2 separate regions of the Sminthopsis crassicaudata genome follow, and region 1 is linked to region 2. Evidence: chromatin contacts called from public Hi-C data. All regions are on one chromosome and are shown on one strand. The core of a region is the stretch at or near the end of the contact, and the rest is flanking DNA. Distances in the headings are between cores, read along the strand shown. Region 1 holds the start of DDX55 (DEAD-box helicase 55). Region 2 holds the start of CDK2AP1 (cyclin dependent kinase 2 associated protein 1).

The links. Hi-C and Micro-C count contacts between places; a contact is called where the count stands out from the background.
Region 1: a contact with region 2 is called in a Hi-C map of fibroblasts, with 5 times the contacts expected there. The contact joins the promoter of DDX55 here to the promoter of CDK2AP1 in region 2. A contact is called at or near these places in 2 of 2 Hi-C or Micro-C datasets (fibroblasts and hippocampus).

Annotation. Positions count from the first base shown.
Region 1 is chr1:34,356,543-34,362,255 of ASM4859323v1, forward strand. DDX55 (DEAD-box helicase 55) reads left to right here and starts at 2,269. Exons shown (of 14, transcript XM_074299151.1): 1 at 2,269-2,481; 2 at 3,155-3,205; 3 at 3,312-3,398; 4 at 4,043-4,134; 5 at 4,213-4,275; 6 at 4,886-5,035; 7 at 5,308-5,497. The coding sequence starts at 2,374.
Region 2 is chr1:34,104,337-34,110,269 of ASM4859323v1, forward strand. It overlaps CDK2AP1 (cyclin dependent kinase 2 associated protein 1), which reads right to left and starts at 1,794. Exons shown (of 5, transcript XM_074298963.1): 1 at 1,781-1,794.

The sequences.
Region 1 (5,713 bases), core at 1,019-3,518, 250 kb after region 2:
GAATGGCCTTTCCTCTGTTCTTGATGGTGGAAGAGAAACCATAATGGCAGATCTCTTGTTATCTGCCCAGATGTGCCAGGGAGTTGGCTGCAGAAGCAGTGGGGAAGATAGAGCCTAGGATGCTCCACTGTGGAGCCACTGCTGTTTGTGTCGTCTGTCACAGTTGAAAGTGCTTCTGAGTGCAGCCCTCCCTTTAAGGTGGGCAGTGCCAGGATTGTCACTCCCATTTCATAGAGAAGGACTCATAGGCTGTCACCCGATCAGGGTCACCTACACCCGTTTTCAGAAGCGGGCAAGTCAGGTAGTCCAGTTCCTTTACCATCGAAGGACACAGTCCCAGAGGGAGAAGAAAAAGATAAGTATGTTGCCAGCTCAGCCTGAACTGCCCTGTGAATGGGCAGAAGATGGACAGACGGTAGTGAAAGTGTAAGTGGAAGGGCATAGGGATCCAGTGGAGTTGTTTGGGGGAGGTGTGGAGAGCGGGTTATGTAGTTGGACCTGAAATTGGGGAGGTCACTGGGCTGAATGGTGTGGGGAGAGCCTGGAGGCTGCAGATCCACCAACTGGTGCCACGTTCCAGGCCTGAGGTGAGGATCTGCAGGTGGGGGGGGGGAGGAGGAAGGGGACCTGCCACTATTCAAGGAGAGAGAAGGGTATTGGTGGCTTCAGCAGACTGGGGATGGGGACTCCCGGAGAATGGGGATGCCCTTGATGGAAGTTTGGAAGGCAAGTGAGTTGGGGAAAAAAAAAAAATCTGTTTGGGGACAGATTGAGTTTAAGATGTCTACAGATAATAGCCAGACGGAGATGTCAGGGCTGGATAAGATTTTAGAGTCGTCAGAATAGAGATGATGGTGGAATCATGGGAGTTAATGCCCAGTAGGGCTCCCCTGGTCTGTTTCCGCATGGTGTGGTCTTGTAGGAAGGAGACACTGGGAGAGAATGGCGTCTCTGATACTTGGAAGAGTACCACAAGAGGTTTATTGAGGGTGTCTGGGCAGTATGAGGACTGCCAAAAGGCCCTTAGCTTTGACACCTAAGACATCATTAGGAGCTTTGGAGGAGGATGAAGGTGTCGCAAGTCTTACGGGGAGGAGTTAAAATGAATAAAGAGGAGGCACCCAGAGCTCCACCTCTCCAAGGTGTAGGTGACCGCTGGGCTGGCGGGTGCATGTGAGCTTTTTGGAGGAGGAGGAGGGGGGCACGGGGGCATGCTTATTGACAGCAGATAGTTGAAGGGATAACTGAAGGACTGAGGCTCATCGCAAGGTCAGTGCTGAGTGTGAGCAGACTGCACCCCCTGGTGACCCAGCAATAATATAAGGTGCCAAAGCCCGTATGGAAGAAATGGATGGGCTGGTCTCAGTAGTAAGGAGCAATGAACCCTGCGTCTGTGTTCCATTGGAAGGAACCCCGAAGGAGCCGGGGCCCCACCCCCACCCGTGCGTCTGGGTGGCTTTAGGGAAGAGGAAGAGGATGAGTGGAGTGGCCCCGGGACCGGGCGGCGTGCGGGCTGCGATCTGCAGATGCGGGGAGGGTTGGAATGCCGACACCTGGGATCTCAGCACTGCAGCCGGGAAAACGTCTTGGAAGGGAAATGGGCTGCTGGGGAGGCGAGGGCTTCCCCCCTCTCGGGAGGTCTTCGAGCCAAGTCCGAAACAGTTCGGTCTGGCCTCCGTGCAACGGGAAGAACGATCGTAAAGCGCTTTCTCGTGGAAGTCTCACGGGTTGGAAGCCGCGGAGCTGAGACGTCCAGACCCAAGTCCTCTGCTCCTCCTCTGGCGAGCAGAGACAAACGTTCGTCTGCCTTTGGGCACAAGGAGCCCGGGGTGCGGAGAGTTAGTAATTACTTCTGGCGGGAACGCAGCGCTTTGAGCCTCACCCACGGGGGGCGGTGGGGGGGGAGTTATTGACCCACTTTGGCGGGGAGGAAGCAGAAGCTCGGGTTAAATGACCCTCCCAAACGCACAAAGCAACTCTGCACTAAAGGCGGCTCTCTGGCTGCACAGCCGGGTCCTGCAGAATTCCGGGCACAGAATTAAGTGCCCGGCTAACTTTCCAATTACGCCCAAGAACTACTGGGACTTTCTTCGGTAGCGGCTGGTACGGGAGCGCTAGAGGCCCGAGCCGCCGCTGGAGGCAGCCGAGGCTGGGGGCGGGGCATACCTCAGACCTCGTGCCTCCGCTCCAGGCAGCCAGCGAAAGCGGTAGCCGGCACTGGCGGCTCTGCGCAGGCGCGTAACGTCACCCCGACGCGGAACCTTCGGTCTCGGTGCGCCGCGCTCCGCGGGGCCATAGAGAAGCGCCCCGCCGGAAGCGGATGTGGGCCGCGGGGGAGTGAGGAGAGCAGCTGTCTTCTACTACTGAGTCGGGATGGAGCATGTGACGGAAGGCGCCTGGGAGACGCTGCCTGTGCCGCTACACCCGGGGGTGCTGGCGGCTCTGCGCGAGCTCGACTTCCCCCGCATGACGCCCGTGCAGGTCGGTGGGCCGGGAGCCATGGGGGGAAGGGGAGCCGCCCCCGTCCGGGATGCCCCTGCACGGAGCCTCGGGCGGCGTCGAGCGGGAGCCCCGGGAAGGGTCTCCGGCCTCCTTCCCGCGCCCCGCGGCTCTGCTAATCCCGAGTCTGGGCTCGGTGGGCTGTCCGGGGACTCCAGCCGCTGTCAGTGACTGGCCCGGGCTGTGGAGCCTTCTCACGGAAGGCTGCGAGGGGCTGTAGGACGAGGTGATGATGCCACTTTCCACCCCGGGCCTCAGTTTCCTCATCTGTCGAATCCGGCCTTCGGACTCGTGTAAAGTGCCTTTGACAGAGTTATAGCAAACCCGAAAGTGTGAAGAGCGGGACCGGGAAGCTGAGAGGGGGCGGGGCAGACGTCTGTGTCCGGCCCGGACGATTAACGCCTTTGGGCAGAGTGGGCAGAGCGTCCCGGGCCTGCGGTTTGTGCCAGAGAAGAGAGCTGGCAGCCTCGCCTCTTCTAGAGCCGCCCCAGGAGGAGGGAGGGCCCGCGGCAGCGTAGGAGCCCCCCACGGCCTGGCCTTCGCCACTGACCTCGGTGGGTCAGCTCTCTTCCCGGGTGGGACGAGGTGATCCCCAAATCTGCCTTCTCATCCTCTGAGGTTCCGAGTGTTTAAATAGTTCTTCTTTTTCCTCTAGTCTGCAACCATACCGCTCTTTATGAAAAACAAAGATGTGGCTGCAGAAGCTGTGAGTACTCTCCGAAGTCTTTACTCAGGCTTTTTTTTTTTTTTTTTTTACAATAGAGAAAAGACCTTTGACTAAAGAACCCCAAATTTCTTTGTTCTCTATATAGGTCACAGGGAGCGGCAAAACACTGGCTTTTGTCATTCCTATCCTGCAAATTCTGCTGAGGAGGGAAGAGAAGTTAAAAAAAATGCAGGTAAAATGATACTTGCATCATTGGTCACCATCAGTTCTTAGCTTGGATTGTAATCGCTGCTGAAGGTGTGTTGTGTCCTCACATAGCCCTGGGCTTGGTTCTTCTGGAACACACTTGCTGCATTATTTTGTGCTGTCATCTGGGTGCATGTGACCTGGATCCCTCTTCTGGACTGTGAACCAATGTGTAGGAACTAGATCTTGGGTGAATTTTGATTTCTCTCCAATAGCCAACATTGTGTTCAGTAAACACTGAGGCTCAGTTAATCACATTGAATTAAATTATATTGAATGTTGGAAGCCTATAATAAATGGAACGATTTGAGTCCTAGCAGCCACTTGAAGCAGTGATATATATGATTCTTGTGAGTTTCCCCCTTATTGTGGTTTCCTTCAGCATGAATTTTGACAGATGTGTGGGAAGACTTGATACTGAGCGCTGGGAGTGTAGTCAACAACTATATAGGAAGACCTGCCTCTAAAATAAGTGATCCAAGCTTTGGCCTTCACCTCACAGGATAGTTGTGAGGATGGGATGGGGTAACATGCCTCAAAAACTTTTTCTTCAAAATGCTGGACATGCCAGTTATTATTAATTCCATATTGTTCACTCTGTGAAGTCAAAGATTTTTTCCTGCTGTGTAGGTTGGAGCTATCATCATCACACCCACGAGAGAGCTCGCCATCCAGATCAGTGAAGTGCTGCTACATTTTTCTAAGCACTTCCCACAATTTAGGTACCTTGCATTTACACTATTAATTAAAAACAAATTTCTATTTTGCCTGTTTTTTCTGAGTCTTTTTTCTTTTTTTAGCCAGATTCTGTTAATTGGGGGTAGGAACCCAGGAGAAGATGTTGAGAGGTTCAAAGAACAAGGGTGAGTTGGCTTTATTTATCCCTTTCACTTCATATTCTTGTACATAGGAAGAACTGCTGTCTCATTTGATGCAGGATACCTCCCTCCTCCCTCTCCTGGGGCCCAGCTTGCTTCTTCCTTGTATTTTCTCCCTCTTAGTAATTTTATCCCTAGAACAATTTTCCCTTTTAAATTTATATTTTGCCACCTTTCTATAAAGCCCTGAAGATGAGTCCTTTTACAGAATAATATTGGCAAAAGGGGGGGAGACTTTATTCCTCTTCCTACTTTCTCTCCCTTCACTGTCCCTCTAGAGCTCAACAGGTTTGAGGTACAGATTTATACTGTTGACTTGCTTTATTTGTTAACAAATCATAGACTGGATATTATTATTTTTGCTGAGGGTTACACAGCCAGGAAGTATTGTGCCTGAGACAAGATTTGAACTCAGGTTCTTCTAACTTCAAGGCTGGTGCTCTATCTACTATACCAACTAGTTGCCCCAATTGGGTATTGTTTTTTTTAACTGGGCTTAGATGAATATTTGAGCATGTAAGTTTCCTTGGATTTTTGATCATACTGATGAATGCTGCAAAGTCAAGGGAGACGCCATTTCTTTTTCTTTCCTAAGTGGAAACATCATAGTTGCCACTCCAGGCCGCTTGGAGGACATGTTCAGGAGAAAGGCTGAAGGTTTGGATTTGGCAAATTGTGTGAAGTCCCTTGATGTCCTAGTATTGGACGAAGCAGACCGCCTTTTGGACATGGGGTTTGAAGCCAGGTACTTTGCACCAGAACTACTCTGAATTAATCTTCATTTTTTTTCTCTTGATTTTTGACTAAGTTCTCTATTGTCATTTTAAAATGACATCAGGATTAAGATTGTTGGGACTGCTTGATGCTTTGTATCTTCCTGTGAAATTTTGGTTTCAACTTTTTCTTTGTCTCTTTGGATTGAATTTTTAAAATCTTTCTAAAAGCCTCTGCTACTCTTTGAGAAGCATTACTGCTTCAGTGTTCTCAGGATGCTGACTTTTTGGTCTCTATTCCCAGTATAAACACCATTCTGGAATTTTTGCCAAAGCAGAGGAGAACAGGCCTCTTCTCTGCCACTCAGACTCAAGAGGTTGAGAACCTGGTGAGAGCTGGCCTTCGGAATCCTGTCCGGATTTCAGTGAAAGAAAAGGGGGTGGCAGCCACCAACACCCAGAAGACCCCCAGTCGTCTGGAGAACTACTACATGGTGAGGAGCTTTCCAGGCTTTGTAAAGGGACTCTTTGGCTTTTCTTAGAAAGATTCTTGGGATCAGGAGTGATGGATGAGACACGTTGTGGAATTGGCTTATTGTGCCTTGAAAATGAGACTTGTAGCTTGGTATCTGCACGCATCATTTAGATAGGAGAGCCTGATATTCTTTGCAGTACATGAGTTTTTTTGTTTTTTTGTTTTTTTGTTTTTT
Region 2 (5,933 bases), core at 544-3,043:
TTACAAAAGGGGCAAAGGGGAGGAAGAATACCATCTCTGTATATCTACCGGGCTGGACACTAGGGTAGCTACAATGTAGAAAGGCTTGCCTTCAGAAGGGACAGGGTGCAATAAATTCTATTCTGTATCCGATCCTTGAGTACAGACAATGGTCTGTTGGGGTGGAAATGACGGGAACCTTGGGACGAAGGGACTAATTAACCCTTTCTAGAGTTCTTGACGGAACAGCACGTGAGGCCCCTTTCGCCTGCAGGGCACCCTGAATTTCGGGGGTTCAGAAGGACGGGGCTAAGACACATGGGGGAGTCAATTCAGGAAGCACGAAAGGCTCTCAAGAATGAGACGCAGAGAACCGCACCATGTGTTGCCAGGCCTCCCTCAGGAATTCTCCTGACACTGGGTGCCCCCAACCTGGCTGTGGCGCCCCCTCCCCACACGGTCAGCTCCTCGAGCAGGGCCTGGCTTTTTGCCCGTGTCTGGGTCTCCCAGCCCGGAACAAGCTCCGCTTCGGACACGCTGAGCCGAAGATGCCCGTGAAACATCCGTGTCTCTGTGCCCAGCCGCCAGCTGGCTGTGTGAGGGGCACAGGCCCCGGAGGAGCTGGGGAAGTATGAGAAGCGTCAGCGTAGAGAATACTCGGGGTCACCCAGGCTGGGAGGTGGAACACTGCACGAGTCTCCCCTCAGATAGCCCTGCGGCCGGAACAAGCGACTTCACCTCCGCCTGCCTCAGTTTCCTCTTCTATACAATGTGGACAATAACAGTACCTGCTCCCCAGGTTGTTGGGACAACCAATCAAAAAACACTTGACAAACCTTATGTCTCATTTTTATTAATATGTGTACATATTTCTGTATATGGGCAGCTAGGTGGCGCCAGAGTGCTGAGTGCCAGATTTAAGATCAAATCCTGCCTCAGACACTTAGAAGCTAGTGACCTTGGCCAGCCGGCTTCATCCTTTTCGCCTCAGTTTTCTCATCTGTAAAATGGACTGGAGAAGGAAATAGCAAACTACTCCAGTATCTTTGACAAGAAAACCCCAAATGGGGCCACAGAGAGTCAACACATGACTGAAAGAAACAAAAAGGAGATAATTAAACACAAAATCAATCAGTCCATAAACATTTTAAGTGCTTGTTATGTGATTGCCCCCGCCCTCAAAGAGCTGTCAATCAAGCCATGGTTATGAGGCAGAGACCTTGGACCAGGGCCTGAGAGGGGCAGGATGGTCTTCCTGCAGGGGAGGGGGGCAGTGCTTGGGTTGGGCGCCGAAGGAAGTTTGGTGCCCTAAGAACCGGGGCTAAAGAGGGAGAACATTCCCAGAACGGGGGACAGCCAGGCAGAGGGCTGCAGGGGCTGATGCAAGGCTGGCATGCAGGAGAGGGAACCTGGGGCTAGAGCACGAGGTAACTTGGACTTCATCCTAGAGAGGAGCAGGCCACGGGGGCGAATGAGGAATGGAGATTGCAATGATCAGGCAAGAACACGGTGGGGGCTGGGGGAGGGCAGAGAAGGGGGTGAATGCAGGAGAGTTCAAGATTATATAGAAAGAACCAAAAACCTCTCAGGTCCAACTCTCTTTCTTTACAGATCTTTACAGATAAAGAACTGAGGCTCAGGGAGAAATGACAACGCAAGGAAGCATTGCAGACAGAAGGAAGGAGAATAGCGGAGGGTGGTGTCGACTGCGCAAGCCTAGGGGGCAGAGAGAGGGGAGCTTGGAGGAGGTGATGGGAGAGACAAAGTTCTGTCTTGGAGAAGTTGCGTGGGGGATATCTACAGTGCTCAGAAGACAGCCGGCAACGATGATTGTATCTGGACTTAGAGCTGGAAGGAAGCTGGGCCAGTTCTTCTGGCTCCAAGGCCAGCCACTCTAACCGCTGTGCTGTTCTGCCTGGATACTGGAGAAAGCCCTGGGCTACTCTTCCACATGGAGAAAGCCAGTGAGCCGTTTTTGGAGCCCAGACTAGGGCTCCCCAGGAGACTTTAGGAGAGCAGGGTTTGTCTCCCTATTGTATTCCGTGCCCCAAGACAGAAAGAGGCCCAAGATCCAGCACAGAGAGACCCAGGCCTGCACAGTTCGGGAGGACCTGGCACCAGCCCTTAATCACATGGTCCTGGTCCCAGGTCCAGAGTGGGCCTACACATGAGGTTCAAAAGCAATGAGCAGGTGACGGGGGTCTCGGCTCCAGCCTCTAGGCCCGCTGAGGCCTGTGAAGGAGTGACCAAGGCACAACCTCTCAGGCCTCCTCCAGGTCACGGAGGGTGTCTAATTAGACTAGAAGGCTGGGTACTGTTCTGTTAAGTCTTAAAAGAAGAAGGGGGAGAGAAAGTAAGGAATAAGTGCTTATTTACAGTGTGCGAAGTGCTTTACAGAACATTCTCCGTGAGTTAGTACTTACGCTCCTTACTTTGTGTCTCCCCAGAAGCTGAATCCACATCTTTCTGGTTGAAAGCTAGCACTGTTTGCAGAGCCATAAGTAGTATTGTAGCCCATTCCTCATTGGGTGCTTGTGAGGCTCAGTCAGTCAACAAGCATTTATTCCACCCCGTCCTCTGCTCCCGCTCTGTGATGTGTGATGGGAATAGAAACAAACAGGGTCCTGCCCTCAAGGAGCTCCACTCTTAGGGGAAGAAGCAGTGTGCACATGTACATGCTCTCCAGACCCCTCCCCCCCGATTTACTCACTCCCCCAAAACCCCCTTGCATTGTTGATGGTCTCACCTCTCCTTCCATCCAAGAGCTGACCTTTTCTTCTGTGTTGCTTTTTTACATTAGAATGAGCTCTAAGGGGCAGCTAGGTGATGCAGTGGATAGGGCACCAGCTCTTAAGTCAGGAGCACCTGAGTTCAAATTTGACCTCAGACACTTTCTAGCTGTGTGACCCTGGGTAAGTCACTTAACCCCAATTGCCTCAACAATTAAAAAAAAAAAAAAAAAAAAGAATGAACTCGGAGGCAGTTGGTTGATACACTGGCCTTAAAGGAAGACCCCTAGTTCACATTCAGCCTCAGAGACTTCTTAGCCATGTGACCCTTGGCAAGGTATTTCACCTCCATGTGCCTCAGTTTCCTCACCTGGAAAATGGGAATAATAATAGCATCTACCTCCCAAGGTTGTTTTAAGGGTCAGATCAAATATTTGTAAATGCAATTAACACAGTGCCTAGCACATAGGTGCTTAATAAATGCTTGTTTCCTTTCCTTTTTTCCCTCTACCCCTTCCCTCTTGGCCAGCAGGCACTATTTCACTTTTTCTATGAATCTTCTGCTTTAGTAAAGTATTTGGCACAGGGACAGACATTTTAAGTGCCTCTGTACTCATTTATTCATTCATTCATTCCAGAGAATGAATGAAAGCACTTAAGTCAACCTTAAGGTGCTACCTGGGTGTCAGCTGTTAAATGTGGTCCTAATAAGTAGAATATTATGGAAGATATTCTAACATTATAAAAGAGAAACAGAACAATGGCAGGCACACACTGAGACCCTGAGGCTTGCGGGAAACCACTGATATTACTTGATAGACATGGCTCATGGAGGCTCTGCTCCCAGAGGGAGGAGGATGAGGGAGAGACGGATGAGAGTCACTGGCGGAGCAGGGAGGGAAGGCCACGCTGGGTGGAGAGAACAGCCTGACCAGAACAAAGACTGAGGAGGTACAAGGGCAAGGACAGCCAGTGCCCAGCTTGGCCTAGCACATGCAGGGGAGGCAGGGGCTTGCTCCTTCCTGGCAGGCTTAAATCAAGGCTGACACATTCAGAGCCCTCTGCTCTGGGGGAGCGGAGGGAACTAAGAAAAAGCTCTCCCGGCCGGGACGGTGCCCTCAAGGCAAAGAGGAAATTCCAAGTTCCCTGGGGGAGGAGATGAATGAGCAGGAGGACAAAGTCAGCCAGTTCATAAATGTTTATTAAGCTCCTACTATGCGCCGGGCACAATTCTAGGTATCTGAAATACAAAGAGGCAAAAGCGATCCTGGCTCTCACAGAATTCCCAATGGAGTGGGAGAGAAAGAGGGATCGACTGCGCTTAGACAAGATGTTTACAGGATAAATTAAAAAAAACTGTTGGTATTTTAAAAAATACTTCCAATGTCGTCAAAGCCAGGCCATTAAGGAAGGAGTACAAGAGAGGCACATGTTCTATTGAAGGCAGGAGGAGCTGGGTTCAAATCCCACTTTGATTGTCCAGGCCTGGGTCACTTGCCTAAACTTCTCAGCACCCCAAGAAAACTAACCAGGTGGAGTTGTGAAAGAATCCAGCCATTCTGGAGAGCAATTTGGAACTATGCCCAAAAAGTTATCAAACTGTGCATACCTTTTGACCCAGCATTGCTGTTATTGGGCTTATATCCCAAAGAAATACTAAAGAGCAGAAAGAGACCTATATGTGCCAAAATGTTTGTGGCAGCTCTTTTTGTTGTAGCTAGAAACTGGAAGATGAATGGATGTCCATCAGTTGGAGAATGGTTGGGTAAATTATGGTATATGAAGGTTATGGAATATTATTGCTCTGTAAGAAATGACCAGCAGGAGGAATACAGAGAGGCCTGGAGAGACTTAAATCAACTGATGCTGAGTGAAATGAGCAGAACCAGAAGATCACTATACACTTCAACAACAATACTGTATGAGGATGTATTCTGATGGAAGTGGAAATCTTCAACATAAAGAAGATCCAACTCACTTCCAGTTGATCAATGATGGACAGAGGTAGCTACACCCAGAGAACAAACACTGGGAAGTGAATGTAAATTGTTAGCACTAATATCTGTCTGCCCAGGTTACATGTACCTTCGGAATCTAATGCTTATTGTGCAACAAGAAAATGGTATTTACGCACATGTATTGTATCTAGGTTATATTGTAACACATGTAAAATGTATGGGATTGCCTGTCATCGGGGGGAGGGAATAGAGGGAGGGGGGGTAATTTGGAAAAATGAATACAAGGGATAATATTATAAAAATATATATAATAAAAAAATAAATAAATAAATAAATAAAAAAAAAAAAAAGAAAAAGAAAACTAACCAGGGCTGTTGCTCATCTCCTAGGGCAGAGGTTTCCAGACCAAACCAATGAAATCATAAATACAAACCAAGATAAATGACGATTAGCATTATTAGTAGCCATATTATAAATAACATAGGTATTAGGTATCTCTATTGTTTGAAAGTTTACCAATTGCTTCCTTATGAGGTTTTGGAAATACTTTTATCCCCATTTTAAAGATGAGAAAGTTGGGGCTTTGTTGCCCACAGACGTGGAACTGTAAGGCATCTTAGAGATTGAATCTAACTTCATTTTAAAGAGGGGGAAAGTGAAGTCTTTTTAGCCTTTCTAGGCTAAATGATTTACGTCCATAGGTTACTGATTCCAATTCTGGAGCCCTCTGGTACTTTGTGTTCCACACATAGCGAGACGGGCCCCTATACATGTACAAAGGGAGCCGGAAGAGTCATCTCTGGCTCCTTCTACCTTTCTCCAAGGAAGACTTCAATTCCTGCCAGAATGAGAAACAAGGGCTGCGGCCAGAAACCAGAATGATATTTATTCACTCCTTTAAATATTGTTCTAGGGAATGTGTTCTGATCACTAATCATTCATGGGGAAAAGAAGGCCTCAATTTGACCTCCAATGCTCAGCTTCCCTCTCTCCAACTACCAGTTATACAATAAACACACCTAGGAAGTGGCAAAGAAACAGGTTACCCGTGTGATTAATTCTCCTGGGAAGGGAAGGGACAAGATGGGAAGAGTCAGAGATCACAGATTTTCGGCTGGTCTCACCCATCACTGAACAAGGATCTCCTTGATTACAGGCGTCCAGTCTGTTCTTGAAGAACCTCAGTGAGGGGGAAGGGGCTCACTTCCTTCTGAGGCAGCCTAGGCCATGGGAGGCTTTTTCTGACATCCAGTCAGTCTGCCTCTGT